2 separate regions of the Mus musculus genome follow, and region 1 is linked to region 2. The links are chromatin contacts, called in public Hi-C maps. All regions are on one chromosome and are shown on one strand. Each heading gives the region's core, a stretch centred on a gene start, on an enhancer-like site or on the middle of the called end of the contact. The rest is flanking DNA. Distances are from core to core; before and after follow the strand shown. Region 1 overlaps Gm35252 (a long non-coding RNA gene). Region 2 overlaps Nrp2 (neuropilin 2).

Evidence for each region. Hi-C and Micro-C count contacts between places; a contact is called where the count stands out from the background.
Region 1: a Hi-C map of the N1E-115 cell line shows a contact between it and region 2, with 3 times the contacts expected there. The contact joins two enhancer-like sites. A contact is called at or near these places in 1 of 39 promoter capture datasets (hippocampal neurons), 5 of 484 Hi-C or Micro-C datasets (the G1E-ER4 cell line, the N1E-115 cell line, forebrain and 2 more), 4 of 115 datasets of contacts at active chromatin or transcription factors (embryonic basal ganglia, embryonic stem cells and neural progenitor cells) and 1 of 9 other capture datasets (embryonic stem cells).

Annotation. Positions count from the first base shown.
Region 1 is chr1:62,905,676-62,911,135 of GRCm38.p6, reverse strand. Gm35252 (a long non-coding RNA gene) reads left to right here. Exons shown (of 4, transcript XR_865480.1): 4 at 3,830-4,960. Among named protein-coding and RNA genes, the nearest start is that of Gm35252, 48 kb to the left of the region's middle. Within about 2 kb of position 2,350, at least 29 of the 459 cell types and tissues checked have an H3K27ac peak or open chromatin away from gene starts, as enhancers often do. A contact at or near this core is called in the N1E-115 cell line, where this site is marked.
Region 2 is chr1:62,778,981-62,784,848 of GRCm38.p6, reverse strand. It overlaps Nrp2 (neuropilin 2), which reads right to left. Exons shown (of 17, transcript NM_001077404.1): 13 at 1,293-1,555. Among named protein-coding and RNA genes, the nearest start is that of 4930487H11Rik, 13 kb to the left of the region's middle. Within about 2 kb of position 4,573, at least 18 of the 459 cell types and tissues checked have an H3K27ac peak or open chromatin away from gene starts, as enhancers often do. A contact at or near this core is called in the N1E-115 cell line, where this site is marked.

The DNA.
Region 1 (5,460 bases), core at 1,101-3,600, 130 kb before region 2:
AATAAAAAAAAAAGAAAGGTTTATAGACTAAGTGCCATTTTAGAATACTCTGACTACTAAAACCATGCAGCCATGGTATTTACCTGTAAATCCATGTGAGGATCTAGGCTTGAATAAATTATGAGCAGTTTAAAGTAGCATTCTCTGGCATTGGACATTCAAAAGCTGAGCTGCATTTTGTCATTTTGGACAATCCCCTGCATCACAGAGGGTCCAGAGTCTATTTCCTGAATGTGCCCTACAGGGGTAGGGTTAAAGTTGAGGACTTTGGCCCAGGGGTGTGACTTTGTCTTCCTAGTTGCTGCTCCAGTCCCCACCTGTCCCACCCCCATCTCTAATGTCCGAGGACCGCCTCACTATCTGGCTCCAGGAATGGCCAAAGGGCATCCTTTGTGAGACCTGGAAGGCGATGCTAATGTATTAAATGCTTTTCTCGTTCTAAAAGAGCAAGCCTGGTACATGTCTCCCAGGTGGACAATCTTAGAGCTGTTAGCAGACACCGGCTTAGCGACGTTGCTACATTTTGTTTTTGTTTTTGAAGGCACCAGCCGCCAAAGCTATAGTGCTTCAATATGCTGTTGCTTTGGCCACCTTTCCTGAGCTTGGGGAGATGTGCTACTGCTAATGCTGTTTGGCGGGGAGGGAAACGGCTGCATGGCCTTTTAGAAACCACTTTCTCCGCTCTTCCTGATTCACCCTCTGCACGCACTGCTCTTGCCAGCCCTTGAGTCATTTATAAGGCCGCTTATGGATAGTTTGCCCCTAGTGATGCCACTCTGTTAAGTCCACAGACCCCCAAGGAAGAAATGCCTGGAGCAGTGCCCTTTAGGGCTTCTAAAAGGAAAATGGGCAGAGTGAGAACCAACAGAGACAAAGAGGGCTTGGCCAGGGCATATCAGAGCACACTCTTATGTGCAGAGCACATCCCTGCTCAGTGTGTTCCTGGGGAGGGCCGTTTCTGCATTGGTTCAGCTGCCTTGGGCTCAGGAGGCCTTGGCCAAGGAGACCCTGGGTGATGGAAGGCATCCAGAGTGGAAGGGAGATTGGGGATACAGAACCCCAAGGTTGCCCCAGAGCTGCCTAGGGGAGCATAAAGGAGGAAACTGGAGAAACCCGGGGATCTGTGAGTGATTTCCTCTGTCTGTCAAAGCTAATGCTTGTCTCAGATGGTTTTGCTCCTAGCCCAGCTTTCTGCCTCTCCCCATCATTTTCCTGAGATGTTTACCAGGAGCTCCAGGCCAGCCACGCGGCAGCAGCCTCATTTGTTTTTATTTAGTTTCTATGAATGTGAGCTGCTTTGCACATAAAAAGAACCAACTGCACGTTAACCACTAACCACCCAAAGCCTTGCGTGTGCAAACTCAGTCTTAGCTCATGCATCCTCATGCTCTGTGGGAGCCGATGGGGTTCAGCTATGTTCTCCTGGATTATACACACACTTCGGTGCCCAGAGAGAGCTCATCCCAGGTACCCCAGCTCTCCTTCTATCTCATGTTGTCTGTGGGACCCCCAATTCTCTCTTATCTGAAGTGCCTTTCTAATGAAACAGTGCACTTTTCCCTATCATGATTATAGTGTATATTCTCCCTAATTGGAATTGCCGTGCTAAAGGTCTGAACTCTGTCGCTCCATTTCACTAGTTATTAGATTTTTTCCCAGAAAGATGCATCCAACAGTGCCCTCAGCAAACTGGAGAATCTCTCTTGTTACCACTGGGTTTTATTTATTGAGACAGGGTGTTTCCTGGACACTTAGTGTCAGCAGGCAACCTGAGAAAAGCTGACTCACCAGACACGGGCCCTGAGCCTTGCCTTATGGCACAGCCGGCCTCCCCAGGTAGTTTCTCCAAATAAGGTTCCTGGCTCACCCGGGGGAGGGCACTTAGTATAAATGTAAATTCCAGGGACTTACTCCATTTTCCTGGATCGGAATCACCAGATCCTCAGGAGTATGTATTTTTAGTAAAAATTTTGGAATGATCAGACCACCATTAGGCAATGGTTATTTCAACTTCCCTTCCTCTCAGCAGGAGTCAGGATGGTACATAGGGATCTGTCTGGATGGTTCTTCTCAGGCACTAGAATGCCTCTCCTGTGAGAATGGTACCATCTCTAGGATGCAGACAAACCCACCAAGTCCAGGCTAGGCTGCAGATAACAACCAAATGGGTGGATCAGATTTTGCTGATGCTCCCGTAGGCGGAGCGCCTGGGCCACAGAGCAGGATAAAAACTCACTCTGGTGTCAAGAGCACTGTTCCAAATTAGTTGAGTGAAGTCGAGCAGCCCTAGAGAATGGCAACATGTGGCTTTGTTCAGGGAGGGAGCTGCGTGTGAGGCACACACGCCCACCCAGTCTCTTCCTGCCATGCAACCAGGCTTCACGAGCTGTTACAGGAGACAGGGATGGCACTGTCTGGGGAAGCCTGCTTAGCAAGAGGCTCACCAAGATAGATACGGACCTGTCTAGATGTTCCGCCCCACATGAAGGGGAACTGGTCCAGATTTGTGGGAGTGGCTTGAGTATGTGGAGAGCAGATGGGCAGGGCTAATTGCCAGCAGTGGCTTCTGGACAGAATTGATACAAGCCACCACAAGTGTCAGATGAGTAGCCCCAGGAATTCTGCCAGGCATGTGACAACCAGCGGTCCAGACTAAGGTGTGTTTATCTTGTGTCTTCAGATGCTGCATCACCCGGGACTCGTGGCTTTAGTCATGCACATCCTGCATCTCTTCCCTAGGCTCTACAATTGGCCAGATGCACACACTGGAGATTGCTGCCACTATGTGGTATCCTGGGCTCAGCTTTTTGCTTTTAATCCTGTATTTGGACTTTTTCTTGGGGTGGGGGAAGAGGTGTGGCATAGCCTTGCACATTAAACCCAAAGAAGGCAAGTGTGTTGTTACATCACTCCCAGAGACACTAATGCCCCGTCGTGTGTGGCTCCCAGCAAGCCAAGATTTTGGGTTGATTCAAGGAGGCAGTCAGGATAGCAATACTTCTCATCCAGGCCCAAGTCGCCACACTCAGTACAGCTTGGAAGTTCAGCATGTACGGTTCCCTTTCTTAATTCAGGAAAATGAACATCAATCTTTTTTTTTTTCTTTTCTTTCTTCTTCTAGCCTGACTCTATGTGTGATCATTTAAGACCAAAGTAGCTGACCCAGTACATGCCACAGTCTTCAAATAGCAAAGTGGCCCTGGGATGAGCACAGATATAGAGTCCTTAGACCTCAGTTCCCAAAGTGCAATTCCCAAGGGCTTGGATTTGCTTCTACCATCGAAACAAGGGCATATTATGTTTTCCACCTACTGGGCATACTGGGAGGGGAATAACTTAGCTCTACAAAGACCATGCCAGTACTGGAGGAAGTACCTCTGACCTCATTTATATGAACTCAAACTGCATGCCATCTGTGCTGCAAAACAGAGGGTGTGCCTCTGTGTGTGTGTGTGTGTGTGTGTGTGTGTGTATAGATGTGTTTCCTCAGAGAACACAATGGTAAGATTTGGTTAAGGACCGAGAACCGAAATAGAAACCATTTGGGAGGAACATCTATTGATCAGCAGCAAAGCCACATTTGGTGTCTGTTTTAAACAGAATCATTAATCATAAGGAATCAAAAGAGAATGGAGGCGAGGGCGAATGCTTCCCACCCTTCGAGCTCCCACTGTCGCCTTTCACAGCAACACAGTTTCTCACGCAGAAAAATCTGTTTTCAGTCTGACTGAAATGTGCCCCTTGAGTCATGAGCGTCTCTATATTTGTAAGGCTCTTCGCAGTTGACAAAGCATTTTGCAAATTTTTTTTCATCTACTTCTATCCACAGGGGTGGAATGACTTCACCCAAGACCGCACAGCTAGACACAAGCAAGCTGGATTGGAGCTCTGAGGGGTCCACGTGCAGTTCAGGATGGCTGCCTCTCCAAGGACCAAGGGTATTACCCTGTAGAGAAGTTGTTGAGCTCAAACCAGGAAAGGGTGATTTTTGTTTTTGTTTTATTTTATTATTATTATTTTTTTTATGTCAAGCCTGTTGTTGGCTTTAGGGAAATGGACAGAGGTACATAAAACATGGGCTCCAGGACTGGCAAACACAAATGGTCAAGTGACTTTTATATCCATGGACAATGAGAACATGAAGATACCAAAGCAGCAGATGATGGAGTCTTGGGATAGTGTCTTCTCCTCCCCACCCCCCATCATGCTGGGCATCAAGGCCAGGACCGTGTGCATAGTAGGTATACACTCTATCTTTGGACTACATCCTCAGCGTTGGCACAGTGCTTAGGAAAAATGATTTATCTGACTCATTATCCTCAAGAGCAGGTGTGTCTCCTCTACCAAAAATGGGCCACACCCCCATTCTTGCTCTCTGTATACTCGGTTGAAAAAGTCAGTGTCAAAATCCAAGAGCCAGCAGCACTGGTGTGGCTTTTCAGAGTTACTGCCATGTCTGGGACACTTGGGTCATCCTCATAACTCTAGAAGCTAATTATATTAATATTCATGGAGAGCAAGAGCCTGTGTAAAGGGGATTCAGAGTTCCATTGTCTCAGCGCACTTTGATATTAAATGAATAAGTAATGTGGATTACATCTAAATGAAATAAGCACGTCAGCATTGTTCTTTTTAAGTCAACAATTTGAGCTTTTTAAAAACACTCATTATTAAAGGTTACAGACGTATTCTTTTTTTCCTATGCTTCAATCAAGAATGTAATATTAATCTACCATTAGCCGAGCAATGCTATTGCTGTTTTCCTTACATCTGGTCCACTCTTATCACCTCTGGAAATAGGAGAAGAGTTAAGATTGCTGGAGTATTACTCTAGGCAAGCTTGCCATTCCTTTGTTCTTTTTGTAAGTGATTATGCATGTATGTCTGTCATTGTCTCCATATTCCCCTGAATTTCTTTGTACAGAGCTGAGCTGAGCAAATAAAGCAGGGCAAAACATGACACCTTTTTTTTTGTTTGTTTGTTTAATTTTTAAATTTTCTTCTCTCCTGTTTACCTTTACCACGGTGCCCCTCAGAGGCAACTAACCATGCAGGGCATAGACTACTTGACTGTACTGCGCGTGAGCTGAACTTCACGTCGGAACGCTGACTTCCCCACTGTTACCACTGACAGTGTGAGCCTCAGTGGGAGGAGGGCAGCCCTCCCTTCACACACAATCAGCACCAGCTGTAGTCCAATTAAACTCAACAGTGAACAGGTGTTCACAGTAATGACTTCCACACAAAAGCACGCTTCCATTTAATACCCTTTACATCCGATACACTAACAGCCCCCCATGAAAGGGGGTGCAGCAAAGGAGCTGGGATGCAGTGGAGGAGATGCGGCAACCCCCCAGACTCCTTCACAATCAGCAGCAGAAGCCCCAATTAGCCTCAACATTTCACAGGTGTCCGAAGGAGTTTTATGCTGAACCTACTCAAGTCAATCATCCCTTAAGA
Region 2 (5,868 bases), core at 3,324-5,823:
TGTCCAGTAACAAGAACATACTGATTAAAAGAACCACAATTGAAGCATCCTTGAGGGAGAGGGGTACTGATATTTCCCTAGCTATTTCAGAGGTTCCTTTCCTGGAAATCCTTCGGGTGCTCAGGGCAGGTATTTGAGAACTCAGAGGACATGAGCAAGTGATGGTAATAAAGGAAACACGGTCCTTAGGTTTGGACGGCCTTCTGCATGACCTCTCCTCACACTCTGACTTAGAGATCTGTTCATATAACAGCAGGGAAATAATTTACTCTTTTATCAACAATTTACTGAGCATCTACTATGTGTTAGGCACACAGATGAGGTAGTAACAAAATCCAGTAAGATACATTTCTGCCTGGAGAAACTCAAACAAAGACAAAAACGGAGACAAAACCTCTAACAGGTTCTTCTAATGCCCCCTGGGACTAAGGTTAATAAATGGGGGGCCCAGGTTGGGGAGTTAGGGTCTCCGGATGCCTTGTAGTCTCAGAAGTGAGTGGCTACAGCCTGCACACTACACTCAGCTCTGTGGTCTTTAACCACTCCTCATTCTCGCCCTCCCCAGGTTCTTTCTGCAAACGAGCACATGTCCTCTGGCAAGCTGAAAGAGCAGTTGGCTGCCTCTCCAGCCATCTGTTGCTGCTCTTCATCTGGGGAGGAGCAGGTTAATGCCTTGGCTGGTTTTCAGCGCCCTCGTCCACAGTGTGTCTACTCTAACCCAAGATGTGGGTACAGATGTGTGGGCCCATCTGTGCCTCTTGCTCCGTGGGACAGAGATAATAGAAGCTGAGAGAGAAGCCACTTGTTTGGGGCTCTCGGGTTTGATGGAGGATGCCTATCCATCTTACGCCCCTTTCTGGATCCGTGCTCTCTGGAGCAGGTCTGGGAAGGCACGGCCACGGCCACCTCCATCCTGAGCCCTCCACTGCCTTGGGGATAGAGGGGACATTTGTGTTTATTTCCCTGGCTTCTGTGTCCTTTTGTCGGCCTACCTGATAGCAATCTAAAATAAAATGGAGAGAAGAAACATTTGTTGGAGAAGATTTCAGCAATATAAAAGGCAATAGGAGGAACAAAGAACCAAGTCTGGGTGTAGAGATAGGCGCATTCTGAATAACAAATAAGTGTCATTTAGTTGCCATGGCAACACAAGAAACACAATGAAAACAGCGGAGCTTAACCACGTCCCTTAATGATGAATGGGCAGGCTCTTTGAAATGTTGGAATGGGGATCACAGTGAGTCCCTTGCCTCTTGCACACACACACACACCCCTTTTCTTCCCTGACTCACCTGATACTCCATGTCATAGCTGGGCAGGATAATGCGCCCGTGCTTCCACTCGCTGCCCTGGTCCTCACGGATGACCCAAAGGAGTTTGCTTTCCTGGCTGGCTTCCCGAACCACCTGCAGTGCCACCCCGTGGCCGCCCATGGCTTGGTACTGGAACTCCATGCACACAGGGCTTCGGGGCAGGTGCACCGGTGGGCTGATGAGCCGCCCGTACTGGCCCTCTCGTCGGCCATCACTCTGCAGTTTCAAGAAGTTCTTGTCATCTGGGGAAGAAGATCCAAACGTGGATGGTAAATGCTTGGGAAATACCCCACTTTGTAACTGTGGCCTCTCCATCAGAAAGATGGACAGGAGTTGGGCTGTTTTCAGTGTTTTGAAATATGTTGGAGCTTGCTATGTAGATCAGGCTGGCCTTGAACTTACAACCTTCTCGATTCTGCCTCTTCAGTGCTATGACCACAGGTGTGTGCCACTATGCTGGGTCTACTGTGCTCTTTTCTTAGGCCCTTTCAGACTCTTGAGTCAAATGCTCATTCTTCTTGAAGCCCTTTCTTCAATCCTTAAGTCACACTGGTTCCCCTTCGGCTCTCTGTGCCATGTCTTTCATATACACCCCCTGGGGTGGTCAGTTTTAAATCCTGGCTGTGTACACACTTGTCTTTTCTCCCTAGAGTGAAGCAGCCTGACCCATGTCTTACTCATCTCTGGCTTACCCAATGGGCCAGTGCAGCCTCCTGAACTGAATTACAGGGGAACAGATTATAGGATGAGGTGGCTGCCAGATTGGAGTGTGACTCTGGTCAGGTATTGTCAGGCTGGGCACTGTCCAAATGGAAGACATTAAAAACCTTCTGTCTCTGCCAGGGTTGCTAGATGGTGCCTAAGCCTCAGTAACTATCATGCAGACACTCAAGTCAACTCTAAGCAGATCAGGGATGGAGTAGCTGGCCATCCCACTTTGTTCCTGGACTTGACTTTCTCAAGCAGCCATTCACATACAGCTCCAGTGGTTAGAAAGGTATGGCCATTGTCATTAACAAAGGCTGTGTCTTCAGCAGAGAATGTATGTGTTCTGGGAAGTCAAGGGTTCACTGTCCAAATGTTTCAAGAATGGCCTTCTTGGCAGACTGGGCTTAAATCCATCTGATACTTATGCAGAAGGCTGAGCTCTTGTTATGGTTGGCAGCACCTTTGCCTCACAGGCACAGGTATGGAGATGGGGAACTCCAGCCTGTGTATAGAGAGCAAACGCTCAGAGGAGGAAGAATTCCCATGATCTTGGGCCCTGAAGCATGGGTCATGGTCTGCTAAACTCCTCTGCAAGCGGGTCAGGGACATATTTTCACTGTGTAACCAACTTAGAATGTGAGCAGGCCAGACACTTCAGGGTCTTGTTAATTTGGTGCTATTTTAGTCTGAGCCACAAGTAGAGGTTCTCAGTCAGTAGGAATGGTGAGTACCTTGGGTTTGCTGGCGTTTCTGGAACAAGCTAGGGTTCCAGAAGCCTGGATCCATGCCCTCTCAGGGAGGGGATCTCAGATTCATTGCTATCAAACCTGTTGGCATTATCTTGTTAGGTGAGGGGCTAAGCCTACCACAGAGCCTCCACCAGCAGCTTGTTCAAGGCAGAGATAAGGAAGGGGAGGCTGCCTCGAGAACAGAGCTTTAATGATGGGGTCTGACGAGGAGGGGATGCTGATAGCATCACCAGACATAGGGTGATCTTCCAGCCTTCTGTTTCCACATCCGATCTTCCTGCTATCACTATTAATGATAATAATTACAACTCAGATTTGCATAATGCCTTTCAGATTACAAAGCACACTGGTACGCAAGATATCACCTCGTCCTTGGTCTATACCTGTGAGCTAAGACTTCCTAATTTTACTTTGCACTTGATGGAGAAACCAAGAAAGGTTTAAGTGTCTTGTCCAAGGAGGAAATGCTGGTTCAGAGGTAGGGAGACCCCAAACTTAAATGAGGGATCCCACACCTTCCTACAGTAAACTCTTGAGTTGCCCAAAAGCATCTTGCCCCAAATCCTTGCAACCCCTCCCTGTCCGAGGCAAACCCTCTCCCCCCTGAGCCTACTGCCTCACAGCCTCACTGACCCTGAAGCCCCTTGCTCTTCCTTTTTTCCACCTAGCCTGGCTCTGCTGCCAACTTCTAACCATTCTGGCACGGGCAATAGTCACCCCCTCCTTCCTGATCTTGCTTACCTTTAAAAGGAGTTTAGACTTTTCCATAGTGACTACCCACTACCTGTCACCCTTAACAGGGTCATGTGTCTTTCCTATATCTCAGATTTTTAAAAAAGTACTTATTTATTTAACATGCGTGTGTATGCTCACATGTGTGCACGTGCTGTGCACAAGAGTGTGCCACAATGCACATGAGGAGGCCAGAGGATTGTTTGTAGAAGTTGGGTTTTTTCTTTCCACCATGTGGGTCCCAGATCAAGTTTGGTGGCAAGCACCTCTACCCGGTGAGCCATCTTCAATCGCCTATCACAGATTGTCTTGCACACAGAAGGTTGAATATCGCATCTTTCTCCTCTCCTTAGTCCGTGCATATCACACTACCCTGAGAAATCTTATCCCATGAATGAATAAATGAATGAATGGCAAACACACAGATGAGAAGGAATGGTATATAATGAGAAGAGAGAATCTGCTAGCCTCTGCCAAGTCTTCAGTTCACACAATCCCTTTGCCACCGACTGTTTTCCTGAGCCAGCAGGCCCCTTTTAAAGATGAGGTAAGCTAATATTGGGGTCACCTGTGGAGGCTCCCAGTAGACTGAGACACCAGTGAGGGTCCCCCTGATCCCCTGCGCTCCTGGAACTTCCAAGCCCTTACCCTTTCCACCCCATCTATAAAGGAAAGCAGAATCGAGAAGTTTCTTATTCAGCTTTCTCCCTTCACAGCTTCACAAATAAGACCCACTTGCTGCCTGAGAATTGCTTGGCGGAAATTCTGTCACTTGTGTGAATTTGCATTCTTAAGCAAAGGAGTCATAGCAGAACGGTTACAACCGGGAAAGCCAAATGTGTCTGGGGTGTGAGATGGCGGGCTGCAAGGATTTTCATCTGGGTCTATCTTATCTCCCGACCCTGTCATTAGAATTCAACCAGGCCAAAGGGTCCCCAGACAACTGGTGCAGTCTCCAGAGCCTGCGTCTTTCTCCTTTCTTCTCTCCTCCCTTCTCTCACAGTAGGCTGGTAATCACTATGCATGATTTACAGGGCCGCGGCAGGAATCGAGTTAATGCTGGTGGCGTGCTAAGCACGAGCAGCTGAAGGATCATAATTCAGCGCTGACATCTGAGCTAATCCACGGGTTTGCAGAGTCTCCAGACAAGCAGGCCTCTGGATTTCACTCAGTTAAATCATTTGTGCCCCACTTGTCTGTTAAGTGCTATGAACTCCAGGGAAGAAAGATGATATGTAAATTTAAGGAATTAGCAGGGACATCAGTCAGAGAGATGCCAGAGCTGCAAAACATCGCTGCCTGTCATGACAGAGGCCTGATTAGAACCAGGAACCGCGAAGGAAAAACAGACCTGGAAATGCACAAGGAAGGGAACCAAAAAAGCAGAGGATAAGGATGATCAAACTGAGCAGATACAGATGACAGACACCACACCACGGCTTTACCCTTAGCTGTGGTTCGTACCCATCCCTGTGCACCCAGGAATATCACCTTTCTCTTTCCCTCATCCTCTCTGTCTCTCTCTCTGTCTCTATCTCTCTTTCCCCTTCCACCCTGCTAAGTAGCTCAGGTTGGCCCTGAACTCATGATCGTCCTGCCCGATGCTCTCCAGTGCTGGAATTAGCTATGTGCCCCCATCCGCATCAAGCCCATTTTCCCTCTGAAGCTCAGAGATATGAGGTCATGCTTCCAGGTCCACTGCTACCGAGTGATGGAAGTAGGCTCTGGACACAGATGGGACTGAGTAAACTTGCTGGCTCCTTGTCACCTGTGGTGGAATCCTGGCTGGAGGCTCTAAGTCTTGGAAAGCCTTAGTCTTTCCATCTGTATACTGGGTATAATAATGGTATTACTGCATGAGGTTGTAAGGCTAAGCCCTGTAGAGCACTTTGCATGGGAACAGGGATATAGCAAGAGCTCAGTCAAGCTACTGATGCCATGCCACACACTGCCTTCCATAGACTAAAGACCACCATAAACCTGGGAACCCAGTGCAAGATACAAAAAGAAGCAGGATTCATCCTGGGGGTGTGGTGGTATTGACATTGACATTCTTTGAAATAAGATGCTTTCCCTTAGAAACCAGCCAGTTCCCAGCTGTCCATCATGTGCCCCTCCCATTGGCACAGGTCTTCTGTGCCAATCTTCAGAGGATGAAATAAAATGAGATAGTGTCTTGGATCGTGAGTGGGAACCCATGTGACTACTAGCACTGGCCAGAGGAAGTATGTGGAAACATCCTGACTCCATGCCACCCACCCTTCCCTTCAGAAAGGGGCTCCACAGGCCACACTGGCAATGTGTTCTCCAGGACACATCCCCAGCTGTCAAGAACATCTCACATTCAGTTTAACACCTTCCTGCTG